Regions from separate parts of the Pan troglodytes genome. Here region 2 is linked to region 1. The links are chromatin contacts, called in public Hi-C maps. All regions are on one chromosome and are shown on one strand. The core of a region is the stretch at or near the end of the contact, and the rest is flanking DNA. Distances in the headings are between cores, read along the strand shown.

Region 1 (6,773 bases), core at 3,622-6,121:
AATTCTTGTTTATTGGCAGGATAAATAGAGGGAAGGAGGACGAGCAAATAGGTAAACATACCTGCCTCCTAGTGGGTAATCTTGGGCAAGTTTTTTCACCTCCCTCTGCCTCCTCATCTGTAAACAAGATCCTGCGTGCCTGCCTGGGATGCCTGCTGAGATGGCACATGGGAAGCACCTGGCCTTATGCCTGGCCCTGGTCAGTAAGGGCTGTGCGGTTCCACTTGTACCTGATAAAATTCTAATCTGATTAAAAGCTTTACTAGCTCGTGATGGTCATTCTTTTCCTCTAACTTAGCAGCCCGATGAAATAATGTAGTAAGTAAATGTAACCTTGTTGTTTGTCCTTTTGCTGCCACGATGAACACAGCTGTCTTGCTAGACCTCTGTTGACTTCAACAGGGATAGCATCAGGTTTATTGGAAATTCACATATGGGACAGTCCAGTGGTGGTGGGTTGGACAGAACAGCAACTGCTTCCCGAAAGCTTGCAAAAAGCATGCAGTTTACACAGCATTCTTACTTAACATACTCCCCCTAACAGCCTCCACCTGGCAGCCTTAAAGTGCTTGCGGGCTGGGGGCTCAGATGTTCCCCATAGATAAGGAATTGATTTCAGGGTTGGCCACTAGGATTCCTTAGCTCGGAACTCCATACACACATTCTTCTTAAGTTATTGATGTTAGGTACACCTGTACAACCACCCTGCATAAAGTTCGTTCATTCAACAAATAGAGCACCTACTTTGTGCCAGGTTTTCAGGTACTGGGGAGACATTGGTGAACAAAAAGAGGCTTTTAAAGGATTATCACCTGCTTGGTTGACAGTCACATCCAGTGAATGGTGGAACCCATTTCCTGCTAATGTGTATTTGAGCCTGAAATGCACATTGTCCCACCTTTCCTCAATGGCAAAATGCTCTGGAAAGGAGGTGCTGGTCTGACTAAATAAAATGGGCTTTCTGTTTGGAGTTGTAAAGTGCCTTCCTCAGCCCCTCCTGAAAGAAAGACCTGCTTTCAAGAGGCTTATATTGCAGGGGGAAAGACACATGTCTAATACATTGTCAGGGGGTGGTGAGCGTGCTACTGTAAATTTTCACCTAGGCCTTGGCAAGAGCTAGAATTAACTTTCATTCTTTACTGACTCTTTGAAGCGTTAAAACCATTGGGCAGAGTGACTTACGAGTGGGCCCACTGTGATGTGTTTTTGTTGGTTTTCTGGTAAATCACTTTTGGGTTGGACAGTGAACCATGATGGTCTTTCTTCAAGAACTTGTTTTTGCAAGGGTTTGGTGATAAGTCCATCATTTGCCAAACCCACTTACTCTTCCATCCTTTCTCAGGTGCTGTGGTTCAGGGAAATGATTGTTTTGATAGTATTTTACCTATTGCACCATTACTTCATCTGTAAATTTCTTATAAATTATGTCTTGGGATCCAGCCTTGCTTTTTTTTTTTTTTTTTTTTGAGACGGAGTCTCTGTCTGTCGCCCAGGCTGGAGTGCAGTGGTGTGATCTCGACTCACCGCAAGCTCCACCTCCCGGGTTCACGCCATTCTCCTGCCTCAGCCTCCCGAGTAGCTGGGACTACAGGCGCCAGCCATCACACTCGGCTAATTTTTTTTGTATTTTTTAGTAGAGACGGGGTTTCACCATTTTAGCCAGGACAGTCTTGATCTCCTGACCTCATGATCCGCCCGCCTCAGCCTCCCAAAGTGCTGGGATTACAGGCGTGAGCCACTGCGCCTGGCCTGTTATGTTTTTAAAGAGAAAATTGAACCACAGGTCACTTGGTTAAAGCTTAGCACATAAATATGAGATTGGAATCACTTTATTTGTAAACATATATGTAGTGTATATTGGTACAGTATTTTCATTAAGGTGTGTTTCATTGCCTCAGTTAAATAATTAAGGGTGTTGGCTTCTGGGATGTTGAAGTATTTGCTTACATAATCCATTGCTGTTTGGGTGAGACTCTTAAATGGATTTAGACAGGGAAATAATGGTGAGAAAACTGGATTTTTTATTTAGAACCTGGCTGAACAAGGCAATGTGGAAATAGTGTGATAACAAGGTGCATTATATAACTTGAACAAATCAACTGCAAAAAGACATTTTCAAAGAAATGGAGGAAAATTGAATAATATTTACTGAATTTGACGTATTAAGGAATTGTTTTAAATTATGTTGGATGTGATAGTGGTATTGTGATTTTTTTTTTTTAGTGCTTTAGAGCAATATACTGAAGTTTTTACAAGTGAAATAATGAATGAGGGCCTTAAAATATGCCAGCAAAAAAAAAAAAAGTGAAAGTGGTAGAGTAGAAGAAAGAATGGTGTTGAAGCTGAAAAGAGAGTGTGGAGGATCATGGTACTACTTATTCTCTCTACTTTTATGAATGTTTTCAACTTTCCATAATAGAATATTTGCTTTTAAAAAGCATGTTATAGGGTAGAAAGGGAGAGATGCTTTACTTTTGCTCGTCATGAAGCGCCTGAGTGTTGAGGTGGGAGGATCTCAGGGCAAGGGCAGGTCCCCCATTCCCTGCTGCTGGGGCAACCTTTGTGCTCTGGATCAAATGAGTAACTGATTTGATCTCATCAAATGGCCCCACCCGGGCCATCTCACCCTCCATGCACATGTTTTAAAAGGAGGTCACTACTCAAAATTGCAGCTGACTTGGAAACACATAGAACGATTTGTTCCCAGTTTTTTCCACTATTACTCTGTATTCCCAATGTTTTGGGGGGCCCATAGGAATGGGGCACAGTGCTGTGACCCAACTGGGAACAGGTCATTGTCTTAATAGCGATTTTCTCAGACTTGAAAATTGAAATGAACAAAATAAGGGGCATCTACTGGGTAGGGCTTTAGCCATTTTAAGAGATCAATCTACATACTGGGGCTGTGGGCAGGGATGGGGGAAGGAAATACAGCAAACCATGGGTTGGGGTTGGGGTGAGTGATAGGGTTGTTAAGTGTACACCATGTCTTTTCCAGTCAAGTAATGATGTACAAATTATAATGCCATTTCAGATGTAACATACTTGATACTGACAGTATAAATTGAAGAGTTTTTAAAATTTTAATTTAGTGTAATTTCAGAAACGGTGATTTTTAAAAGTAAGTTTTGGCGGGGTTTGCTTATTTAAGCAAATTTTGTAGGATTACTGATTTAGTTTGGATTTTTTAAAAGAAGCTACTTTGGTCTGGATAATTTTTGACAGATGGCAAAAGTAAAGACTGGGGTGAGTTCAAATCTTGTCTAATCGAAGTTTCTTACAGGAGAAATGTTCTTTAACATTGTATAATATTGCTCATGTGATCTTAACTAGGGGCAAAAATTTATCTCAGCAATGGCACAAGACTTAAGTATGGTTTATGTCTTATGTCCTCTAAAAAACAGGTTAGCAAAGAAATTTTTCGACCTTCTTTTTTTTTTCCTGAGACAGAGTCTCTGTCACCAGGCTGGGAGTACAGTGGCGCCATGTAGGCTCACTGCAGCCTCCGACTCCCTGGTTCAAGCGATTCTCCTGCCTCAGCCCCACGAGTAGCTGGGATTGCAGGCACACGCCACCATGCCCGGCTAATTTTTGTATTTTTAGTAGAGATGGTTTCACCATGTTGGCCAGGATGGTCTTGGTCGCCTGACCTCGTGATCCACCCACCTCAGCCTCATTGTTTCCTAGACTCACCTTCTCACTCCCAAGATCAGAAATTGGAAATCATCATTCTCAGTAAACTATCGCAAGAACAAAAAACCAAACACCGCATATTCTCACTCATAGGTGGGAATTGAACAATGAGATCACATGGACACAGGAAGGGGAATATCACACTCTGGGGACTGTTGTGGGGTGGGGGGAGGGGGGAGGGATAGCATCGGGAGATATACCTAATGCTAGATGACGAGTTTTAGTGGGTGCAGCGCACCAGCATGGCACATGTATACATATGTAACTAACCTGCACAATGTGCACATGTACCCTAAAACTTAAAGTATAATTAAAAAAAAAAAAAAAAGAAAAGAAAAAAGAAAGGAAAAACTCTTCACAGGCTTCTAAATTTGCAGAGACAACCATGCATTCCAGGTGAATAGTGATGTTTAATCTATAGGCCTTTAGTTCCCTATGTTTTCTGAGCCTAGAATTAAAACTGACTCTAGCATATAATAAGCCATCTTGGCCTTGTCCCTTACTTTTGTTTATGTGTGTAGTTACTAAGTTTACTAAGTAGTTACTAAACTTAAGTTTCTGTGTATAATTACCTGCACATTTCAGTGAAGCATGTTGGTGATGAAGTATTTATGATATACCTAGTAAAACTGAAATCACATGGTATACAATCAAGACTTAGACTTCAGGAGTTTATTAGATAAATTCTTGTTCAAGGTCCTTTCTCTTTATTTTGCCTGCCCTGAGGTAAGGAGATGAGAAGGATGTAGATTGTGTTTCTAGAAAGAATAGTTTCTTTTGCTGAATGTAACATCCTTTGATTATTTCTTTTCCCTTTCTTAGGGGAAAGTGGTGTCTAAGAATTCCAGTTTACTTCCCTGTTAGATAACACACAATGTATGTTATTCCCAGTGTAGAAGAAGTTGGTTCTTAATTAGAGACACTCACCAAAAAGGGCCTTAAAAACTAGCAGCTAATAGGTATCAGGAGCATTATTTTCATACGCCATCAGCAGGTCGGAAATGGCCATCAGTGTTACTCGGCAGTGCAGGCTTGGAACTCGGGCATGACTAGCAGTCATTTCATTGTCAGACCTATGGAAAGCAGCTCCTTTCTGCCTCCCAGATGCAGTGGACAGTAGGGAGGGCTTAGCACAGAACTCTTCCCAGCTTGGTTTTAAAATGACCCTCTTTTGAATGTGAATGCCCAGAAAGTTCCCTTCTAGTTCTAAGGTCATGATTTTCTTGCTGATTATAATGAGCACAGATGGGACTGGTTTGTCCGCTTTTTGTGTTTGTTAAGCAGCCTTGGTCTGACAGGATGTGGGTCTAGGGGCAGGAAGTGGCTTACTCTCAGAGGAAAAAGGAGCTATTTAGGATTTGAGATTTCATTACATGTTCTTGAAATTATGGGGTGGCTATTATTCTGGACTCTCTCTATATATTTTATATATATATATTATATATATATTTTATATATATATTATATATATATTTTATATATATATTATATATATATTTTATATATATATTATATATATATTTTATATATATATTATATATATATTTTATATATATATTATATATATATTTTATATATATATTATATATATTTTTTATATATATTATATATATATTTTATATATATATTATATATATTTTTTATATATATATTATATATATTTTTTATATATATATTATATATATTTTTTATATATATATTATATATATTTTTTATATATATTATATATATTTTATATATATTATATATATTTTATATATATATTATATATATATTATATATATATTTTATATATATTATATATATATTTTATATGTTATATATAATATATATATTATATGTTATATATATTTTATATATATGTTATATATGTTATATATATGTTATATATATGTTATGTTTTATATATGTTTTATATTTTATATATTATATATATTTATATATATTTTATATTTTTTTTATATATTTTATATATATATATATAAAATGTTACATAATATTTACCCTGGAATTGGTAAATACAAACTTTTCAAAAGCATAAAACCATTGGCATCTATTTAAAGATACTATTTTAGGAGTAATGTTAAAGAGCCAGAGCTACACAGATATTTTGGTAGCTGATTACCAGAAGTTGAGGGTCTCAGTTTTTGTAACCATTAAAAAGTCATCAGACGAGGATAACCGTATACCTCGTATCGAGTACTCATTTGGAGTCACTCTACCAGTTATACTTCATCACTATTCTGATTGGTCTACTTAAAACATACGTTTATATAACATAAAAATGTAACATCGTGTAGATACGTGAAAAGTCAAAGTTACTAGGAAATTCCAAGCCCCCACTTCTGTGTCAATACTCTGCCCTGTTAACGTCTGCTGCACATTAAGAATTTAGCCTTGACATTTTAAGTTTAGCCTAATGGTGGTGCTGGAGGAAGTAGTAAGGAGAACAGTTTAGAAAAGGAGGTGTGAGTGGCATGTAGTGTTACTTTTCATCATTTAAATTACTCAAAAAGTTCCTTAAAGTGCTTCTGGCTTCTCTGGGAAATGAGTTCCTGCTTCCCTGTGGTGTCAGGAGAATCGCAGGGTAGGAGACACGGCCCCTAGGATACTGGACATGGGCTGGATGCTGTATTCGAGGGATAAACCATGTATGGTTCTTGTGCTTAAACAAGCAAAAATCTGGCCGGGCGCGGTGGCTCACACCTGTAATCCCAGCACTTTGGGAGGCCAAGGCGGGTGGATCACAAGGTCAGGAGATCAAGACCATCTAACTAACATGGTGAAACCCCGTTTCTACTAAAAATACAAAAATTAGCTGGGCGTGGTGGCACATGCCTATAATCCCGGCTACTCGGGAGGCTGAGGCAGGAGAATCGCTTGAACCCGGGAGGTGGAGGTTGCAGTGAGCCGAGATTGCGCCACTGCACTCCAGCCTGGGCAACAAGAGTGAAACTCCGCCTCAAAAAAACAAACAAACAAAACACCACCACCAAAAACCTAACTAGCCATAGTCAAGTAGAAGTATACAAATATTCCAGAAGAACTAAACTATAAGGTGTTTGTAAATATTTAGATGT
Region 2 (7,643 bases), core at 777-3,276, 300 kb before region 1:
CCAGGCCTCGGGTTCCCTCTTCTCTCTCTAACAAAATATAGTTTAAAATTTTCATTTGTGGGCTGGGCGCAGTGGCTGACACTGGTAATCCTAGCACTTAGGGAGGCCAAGGTGGGCAGATCGCTTGAGCCTAGGAGTTCAAAATCAGCCTGGGAAACATGGCAAAACTCCATTTATTAAAAAAAAAAAATTAGCCTGGCATGGTAGCGTGTGCCTGTACTCCCAACTACTCCAGAGGCAGAGACAGGAGGGTCGCTTGAGCCAGGGAGGTCGAGGCTGCAGTGAGCCTTGATTGCGCCACTGCACTCCAGCCTAGGAGACAGAAGGAGACCCTGTCTCAAAATAAGAAAATCACTTGTAATTTTGCTTATTTAGTATTTGGTGAATGAACTCATTAGAAGTCACATTATCAGCCACCAACTCCGGTCAGCCGTGGGCTGGGAGAGAAAGGGAGAGCAGAGCAGATGCAGCTCCCGCCTTCCTGGAACATGACATCATCTAATTTGTTCATTCAACAGAAACTTCGCACACACTTACAAAGCACCCCGCCCTGTACTAGGTGGGCTCTGGGGATAGAAGACAGTAAGAGAATGTGGTCCCTGTCCTTAGGCACACATTATCCATTGGAGAAGACAGCTGAACCAGGCACAAGTCACTAAGTTCCCAGTTTCTCAGAGGGTTTGATGAAGGTGTTAGATATACAGAATCACTCTAATACTATGTCTGGAAAAAAAAATACTTCCCATTAAAGAGCAAGGTTGTAGGAATATTTTGAGGGCAGGAAAGGAAGAGCAACTCTTCACTCTACACTCAAAAAAATCTCCCGCCTGGTCTCTGATAGCTTCATTTCTTTTCACGAGAAAATAAAGCATTACATTTCATAAAAGACAAGGCTTAGAAAGCTGACTTCAACTACTGTCATATTCCCGAGGGGAGCAAGGAAACGCAGGAGAAAACACAAGGCATACCCATTTTACAGATAAGGAGACTGAGGCTCTGTGGGGAAGGTTTAGCAGGTTGGCTGGGCTCGCGGGTGAGTTACAGGAGGTGGCACTGCTCCAGCCCACATCCCTGGTTCTCAGGCATCCCTCTCTCCCGGGCTCCTCCATTAAACTCTGCGTGCCAGCCCAGGGCACCAATCATGGGCAGAGTGGGCTCTCCGCTGCCTCGTGGGGTCCCAGCAGAATTAACTTTCATGAAGCCAGTTAGAGAAAGGTTAAGGAAGAGCAGCCTCAAGGCAGGTTGCTAAGGCCCAGCCCCACTGAGCAGGTGCAGGGAGCCAGCCTGCTGTTCTGCAAGCACAACCTGCTAGATGCCAAACCAGTGTGTTGCAGGCGGTCTGAGCCAGGAAGTAGATCTGAAGCTTCAGGGTAGCTGTGTGAGTGAAAAAAAAAGAATGTGATTCCTATCTGACCGATGACTCAGAAGTATGAACTGGGGGGCCTTTCCTTCCTGACCCACCTGACAGGGCCATGGCCGACACAGCCGTGTGTACACCAGTGAGCCTGTCACATCGCGGGTCTGCTGTGACAGCCTCTGTCGAGCCCGAGACAGAATCCAGTGTGAGCAGATTTCTCACGCTCCAGGCTTCCCTCACAAAGCTGCATTTCCCTCAGCTACTCCTTTACCTATTTGGAAAGAATAGCAGGAAAAGGAAAGATGGATCTTGGTGAATCTTCCAAAAATCCTCTACTGGATTCCAGAGCTGGACTACTCAAAGGTGTGAAATTGGGTCTCCTCCTCTTTAAAAACTCTTTTCCTGGGGTCTTCATACTCCCCACTTCTTCCTCCCCCATAAAAACCTGGTTTTAGGAAGGGAAGACATCAAATCATTCACCTGGAGGAGTACATGAATAAGAGCACCTTGCCATGTACTTGCCTTTTAATAGGGATCAAGAAACCTTTTGCAAAGGAATGAGTGTTACCAGATGGGAAGTCGTGACTGTGAGTTGTCCAGGTTCTTGGCGTGTTGGACAAAGAATTTAATAAAATGCACAAAGCAACAAAAGAACGAAGCAACGAAAGTGCAGATTTACTGAAGTGAAAGTACACTCTATAGAGTGAGAGTTGGCTCGATCAACGAAGCAGCTCAAGAGCCCCATTTAGAATGTTCTTTGGGGTTTTTGTTAAGCTGAAATAATTTGGTAACACCCCTAGATTCCCTTTAGAGGCCTCCAATTGGTTACCCGCTATGATGGATGGGCCCCCGACCAATCAGAGGCTGAAGTGGAAACTTCCGTTTTGTTATCACAGGAGTGAGGTTGTGGCCTGCATGCTGCCTAATCTTGCCTAGAACTGGCTGCACCTGCTGTTCCTTTGCTTATGCCTTAACCCTTGGTTACCCTAATTCCCTATTCTCCTGCCTTATAAGGGTGGTGCTAGGCATTAGCTAGGACACAGATGGGGCATCTTAGACAGAAGAGGCTCATTCTTCACTCAAAAAGCCACACCTGATTGTCTTTTTTTTTTTTTTTTTTTGTAGTTCAATCATCCAGCTTTGTCCTGGACCTGGTCCGGGCGCACCGTGCTGGAGAGAGACCTGGCCCAGCCCACCAGCACGGCTTCTTCAGAGGACCTTTCTGGTCTACCTGATTCACCACAGCTTGATCATTTGCAGCCTGATTTTGCAGTTCATCTCTTTGTATTCATATGTATTCTGACTCCTCATTTACCCTATAAGATCATCTGAGGGGTAAAACCTGACCATCTTCCTTGTTCTTTCCTATCCTGGAAGGTCCATGTGATTTTTGACAATGAATATGATTTCTGTTTGACTTTGGAATGAGTTTTTGCATTTGATTATCAGGGGGTTCGATGTTTAGGGATTTCTACTCGCAGTGAAATCTAATGCCACACCTGGCAGGAATTGGGTCCTTTTAACATGAGACTAAAATCCAATAAGCCCAAGCCAGGAAGACCTGATTCGCAGGGGCCAGGGAGGGTGCTCACTTCTCCACTTCTGCACGAAGCCACCTCCAGTCTGGAAAGAAGCAACTCTTCCATTATCTGTTGGAGATTCCTTATTGCCTATAAAGTAGGAGTAAACAGAGTGTGTGAGATGTTGACCAAGCACGATGGGATGGAACAGATGCCCTCTCATTAATGCAGAGCATATGGCAGAGTTCTGTAGCCATTCTCAATAAAATGGAAAACAAGGTACTTTAATATAAACACAGCTGGACACGTCGAGAAAACAATGGTGATCTTTATTTTGCAGAAATGAAGTCAAAGTGTTGCTTACTGGTTGTCAAATTGCCACACATGAAAGGGGCTGGAAACATAGCCAATGTTCAGAGTTAGAGTCACTGCATTGGAGACCCAGAAATCAAGAGTCCTGATCACACCGAGCAGGCTAAGAGAGGGCTGGGGAGGGAGATTTCCGCCCTGTCCTTTTCGGTCCCTGGTGCTTCCTCGGCCAGTGTGAGTACAATGATTTGCACAACTACTGCTTTCACTTAGTGCAAAAATGGACTGATGTTTTAAGTTGAATCCAGTAGTTCAACCACTGGAGCTTCAGAAGGGTCCACAGCCCGCCCCTTTCTGCCGGAACTGTCTTATGTTATCATCTAATCAGGCATCCCTGGCCATTCACCAATGGTCCGAGAGTTGGGACCTCGTTGATAAATGTATTTATTCCGAATTTAGGTGTAAGTCCCTTCCAGGCAGTGCAGCAGAGCAGAGGATAACAAGGAGACAATTTGGTTTTCTCCATTTTCTTTAGGAACACACTTTTTACATGAGTGCCTTAAGTGCAGCTGCCGTTTCCTACCAAGCAAGACAATGATCAGCCCTGCTTTGTTTGTTCCCACAGCTCAGGAACCTGGCTCAGAGCTGCTCCTCAGTGCCAGCTGCTGGACTGGACAAGATTTTAGGCAAGGCACGGCCACACACCAGGTAGGTGAAAACCCACCACACTGAACCGCTGCCAGGGAGCCCACGAAGGCACTGAGCCTCTCCATGAACGGAGGCCTAACCTCAGCCTGCCTGGCTGATCTCATCTCTAGGGTGCTTTACATGACAGCAGCAGAGTGTGAGCCTGCTGCCCGGAGGAACTATGCAGGTGTAAGTAGCACCCAGCTTGTCCTCAGGCACGTGGCAGCCCAGGGGCAAAACATCAGGTTGTTCACGAATCACCAAGGTATTTTTGGCATCATGTTATTATACTCCAAAAACAACCAAAGAGCAGGGGAAAAAAAATAACCCAATTCACAAAAGTAAAATGCAGTCCATCTAAGAGGGTTGTTTAAGTTTAAAGTTTTCTTTACTGAATTGGCCCAAACTGGATAAGCATTAATATCCCTCCCTAAGGCTCCCAGCCAGGCGGGACCAGGCAGAACAAAAGCTTGAGCCAGTTACTGGGTATTTGCCACAGGCCAGACGCCCTCACCATAGCCACATTGCATCATTCATCAAACCCACCTCAGGAAGTGGATGCGGTGATTCTCCCCGGGGACACTCTGGGAGGGGGTAGCACAGATAATGAGAAAGACTAGGGATCCCAGGTCAGATCTGGGGAATGCCAGAGCTTCGGGTCTTTGCATGAGTAAGGTTAGATAAGCCCGAAAGAGCACAACCAAGGGTCCGCAGAGAGCAGCAAATCAGGGACCACGCCAGGCAGTGGACAGCCCGTGGTCAAGCCCAAAGTGACCTCCAGGAAAGGAGGACATCCCTGTAATGACACTGCAGCCTCTCCCTTGCCCCAGACCCCACTCCCGGGGCACAATTCCAGGCTGCCTGGGGCACCAGAGCTCACATCCTCCCAGGCATGGGCAGGAGGGTCACCGACTGGCGCTGGAGGCTCCGCTGCTGCGGCAGAACCACGGGCTCCCTGCAGAGGGAGCCCTGACCCCTTCCGAGGCAGCAAAAACTAGCCGTGCTCAGACCTCCCTCCTGAGTGAAAGGTTCTACAGTGTACACAGGTTGTTTGTGCTGGAAGCATTTCCACGGAGCCACAGCAGTGGATGGCTGACACGAAATTCCCTGGCTGTCTCCCATCGTTTGAGAATTAAGGTTATATAGCTGTTATCCGCACATCCTATCAGTCTTTGAGTTACAGGCTGTGACGTTGTGACTTTTGTGAAAGAAGCAGGGAGCGATGGGACAGGGAGAAAGGCCTGAGGCGGCCATTTGCAGACACAGCCCTGTCCTCACCCGAGCCACCGCCACCCCAGAGTGGGGTAGCTGATACCCGGCAGGTTGCTGTTGGTAACTGAGCAGGTGTGGGGGGATCCAGATCCAGAAGAGAAGAAGGCGGGGAAGAAAGAGGAGGGCAGAGAGGGCTGAGCCTGCAGCGCTGTGCACTTAGGGGGCTTGCTTGAAGCCTCATTATCTGGGACATAACTGCAGTCAGACGGACTAGGGGGCTCCAGGAGGCTGATGATGTGAAAGGTGATGACAGATTTTCGTTTTCCATTAGGAGATGAAAACTGCTTTCCCAAGCTCTCCAAACAGAAGAGAGACTTGGCTGAAGGTCTAAGTAATGCCTGAGGCCTCCAGGAGGGCCAGCGTGTCTGGTCGGGACCACGGTGCCCCACGCAGTATTTGTTCCCCGGGGAAGCCACTCCTCTGCTACTGCACTCTGGAAGAGACTCCTGGGTCTCACAAGGGGGTGGAGGTGTCCACAGAGGCCCTTTAAGATGTGTGGTTAGAGAAGGTTTAAATTTGCTATCTGGGAACCTCATATCTGAATCTACACACCATGATTTTAACAATCATTTTTAGCGGTTATAACTTCAAATAAAGATTTCAAATTCTATATGGACGCTAATGATCTATTCCAAGCTAATATCCACAGTAGAGGAGAATGAGAAAATCTTGAATGGGAATCCAGTTTGTAGAAGAGTCAAATGATTTTGAGTCTCGAGTAAAGACGCTGCCGTGGTACACAGTATTCAAGACAGCACGTGAAATTAAAATGTGTCTAACTTCCGCTCCCGTCGATGAATTTCTGATCTTTTCCCCCGTGTTAGGGCCCAGGTCTCTCCAGTGCTTTCCAGGGCTACTATCTATAATTGGCAAATGATCCCCTCATACTATCCAATTGTTCTCCTTCCGAAGACCTGCAAAAAGAAACCTGATTATCTTGCCAACTGCTCTGTGTTACCAGATGTTTAGTTTGAGAATACGAAGTGTACCTGTGAGAGTATCCAAGCACAAAACACTTCTGGCCCAAGCTGGCTAGTCTGATCATGAGACCAAGCCTCAAAACCTTGAATTTTATATGAGCTTGACCCAATCAAATAGAACTGAAACATCTCCTGGAAGAAGGGGCAATGTCTTCATCCTCTTTGAGACTTCCTCCTACTCATGGGATTCCGTAGAGTGCTTTGCATACAGCGAGTGCTGAATAATTGAATTTTCTGCCCTGTGGTCACAGAGACCACACCATCCAAATGCCAGTGATAATCTTCAATGACATTTACAGAGTCTAGGTGAATCAGACTAACCACATCTTTAAATCCTGACCCAGTTTCACTCAGATTTGGCTGGACAACTGCCCTTAATAGCCCAGCTTCCAGACTGTCAATCACACAGCGATCTCCTGGACACCTTCTGTGAACCTGGCACAGAGATCAATGCTGGGGATGGGAAAATGAACACAGCAAGGTGTTCCAACATAGTGACAGGTGAGCAAGTCACTACAGGACAGGGAGACAGGTGTTAGAGACAGAGAGGGTGCTGGGCAGGCTTAGAGGAGGGTACCCAGGTCTTCCCAGGGGTCTAAGGAGGCACCACCCAGAGGTGAGATTTGAGTCGGATTCTGGTAAACATGGGAGTTTGCTGTGCCAGGCGAGGACCCTTCCAAGCAGAGAATAGCAGCGTCCTGAATGCCAGGGCGAGTTTGAAGGGTGCAGGGGACGCCATTTGAATTTGTGAGGCTACCTTGAAAACAAACAGGATAATAAGGGACAGCTCCACTTCAGATGTCATATGTTATTCCTTTATTCATGGAATTCCTACTAAAGAGTGAGTCCTCAATATTTGGGAGGACATGAATGAAGCCCTTCGAGAATCTGCTTCTTTAAAAAAAAAAAAAACAATCTCTGCCCCTCTCCCCCTTGAAGCAATCCTCGGACTCCTGTTTAAGAAATCCTGGTGTAGACTATAAAGTGCTTCCACCACGCTGCACCCTCAGCTACACTTGCAGATGCACTGGGGCTCTATTTCCCTGCCTCTGCCTCCACTGCCTGGTTTCCCTTCGGAACCACCCAAGTCCTTTTTCCCAAGAGATGTGTTGAGACGTGAAATTTCCCAGGGCTGAGCCTACCACCACGCTCGGAGACTGGAAACCGCCACATGCCTGGCCCTGCAGACGAGCTAACACGTGGGCAGCATGGTCCTGCCTCCTGCCCTGCAGCAGTGTTTCCCTTGAGCCCAGAGGCACCCCCTTAGCTCACTGTGTCCACAAACAGAACATTCTGGCATGGCCTGAATGCAACTGACTCTTTAGATGATGGTCTCTGATGAGATCAACCAAATCAACAAATGTAATGAAAAGATGAGATTTGTTGATGTGCACGACAGGGCAAATTGAGAATCTGGGGCCTGATTTACATCCTTCTGCTGCCAGTGATTCCTTCAGTTTGCCCCTTCTTTCTCTGAGCTTCTGGTCCCCCTTCTGTACACAGGGGGTGAGGATTCCT

The links. Hi-C and Micro-C count contacts between places; a contact is called where the count stands out from the background.
Region 2: a contact with region 1 is called in a Hi-C map of induced pluripotent stem cells, with 1.6 times the contacts expected there. The contact joins the promoter of LOC134810252 here to the enhancer-like site in region 1.

What each region holds. Positions count from the first base shown.
Region 1 is chr5:170,834,014-170,840,786 of NHGRI_mPanTro3-v2.0_pri, reverse strand. The region is part of intron 1 of EZR (ezrin); the gene reads left to right. Among named protein-coding and RNA genes, the nearest start is that of EZR, 11 kb to the left of the region's middle. Within about 2 kb of position 4,871, at least 5 of the 24 cell types and tissues checked have an H3K27ac peak or open chromatin away from gene starts, as enhancers often do. A contact at or near this core is called in induced pluripotent stem cells, where this site is marked.
Region 2 is chr5:171,133,506-171,141,148 of NHGRI_mPanTro3-v2.0_pri, reverse strand. It overlaps LOC134810252, which reads right to left and starts at 2,026. Exons shown (of 6, transcript XM_063812729.1): 1 at 1,880-2,026; 2 at 1,462-1,628; 3 at 969-1,374. The coding sequence starts at 972.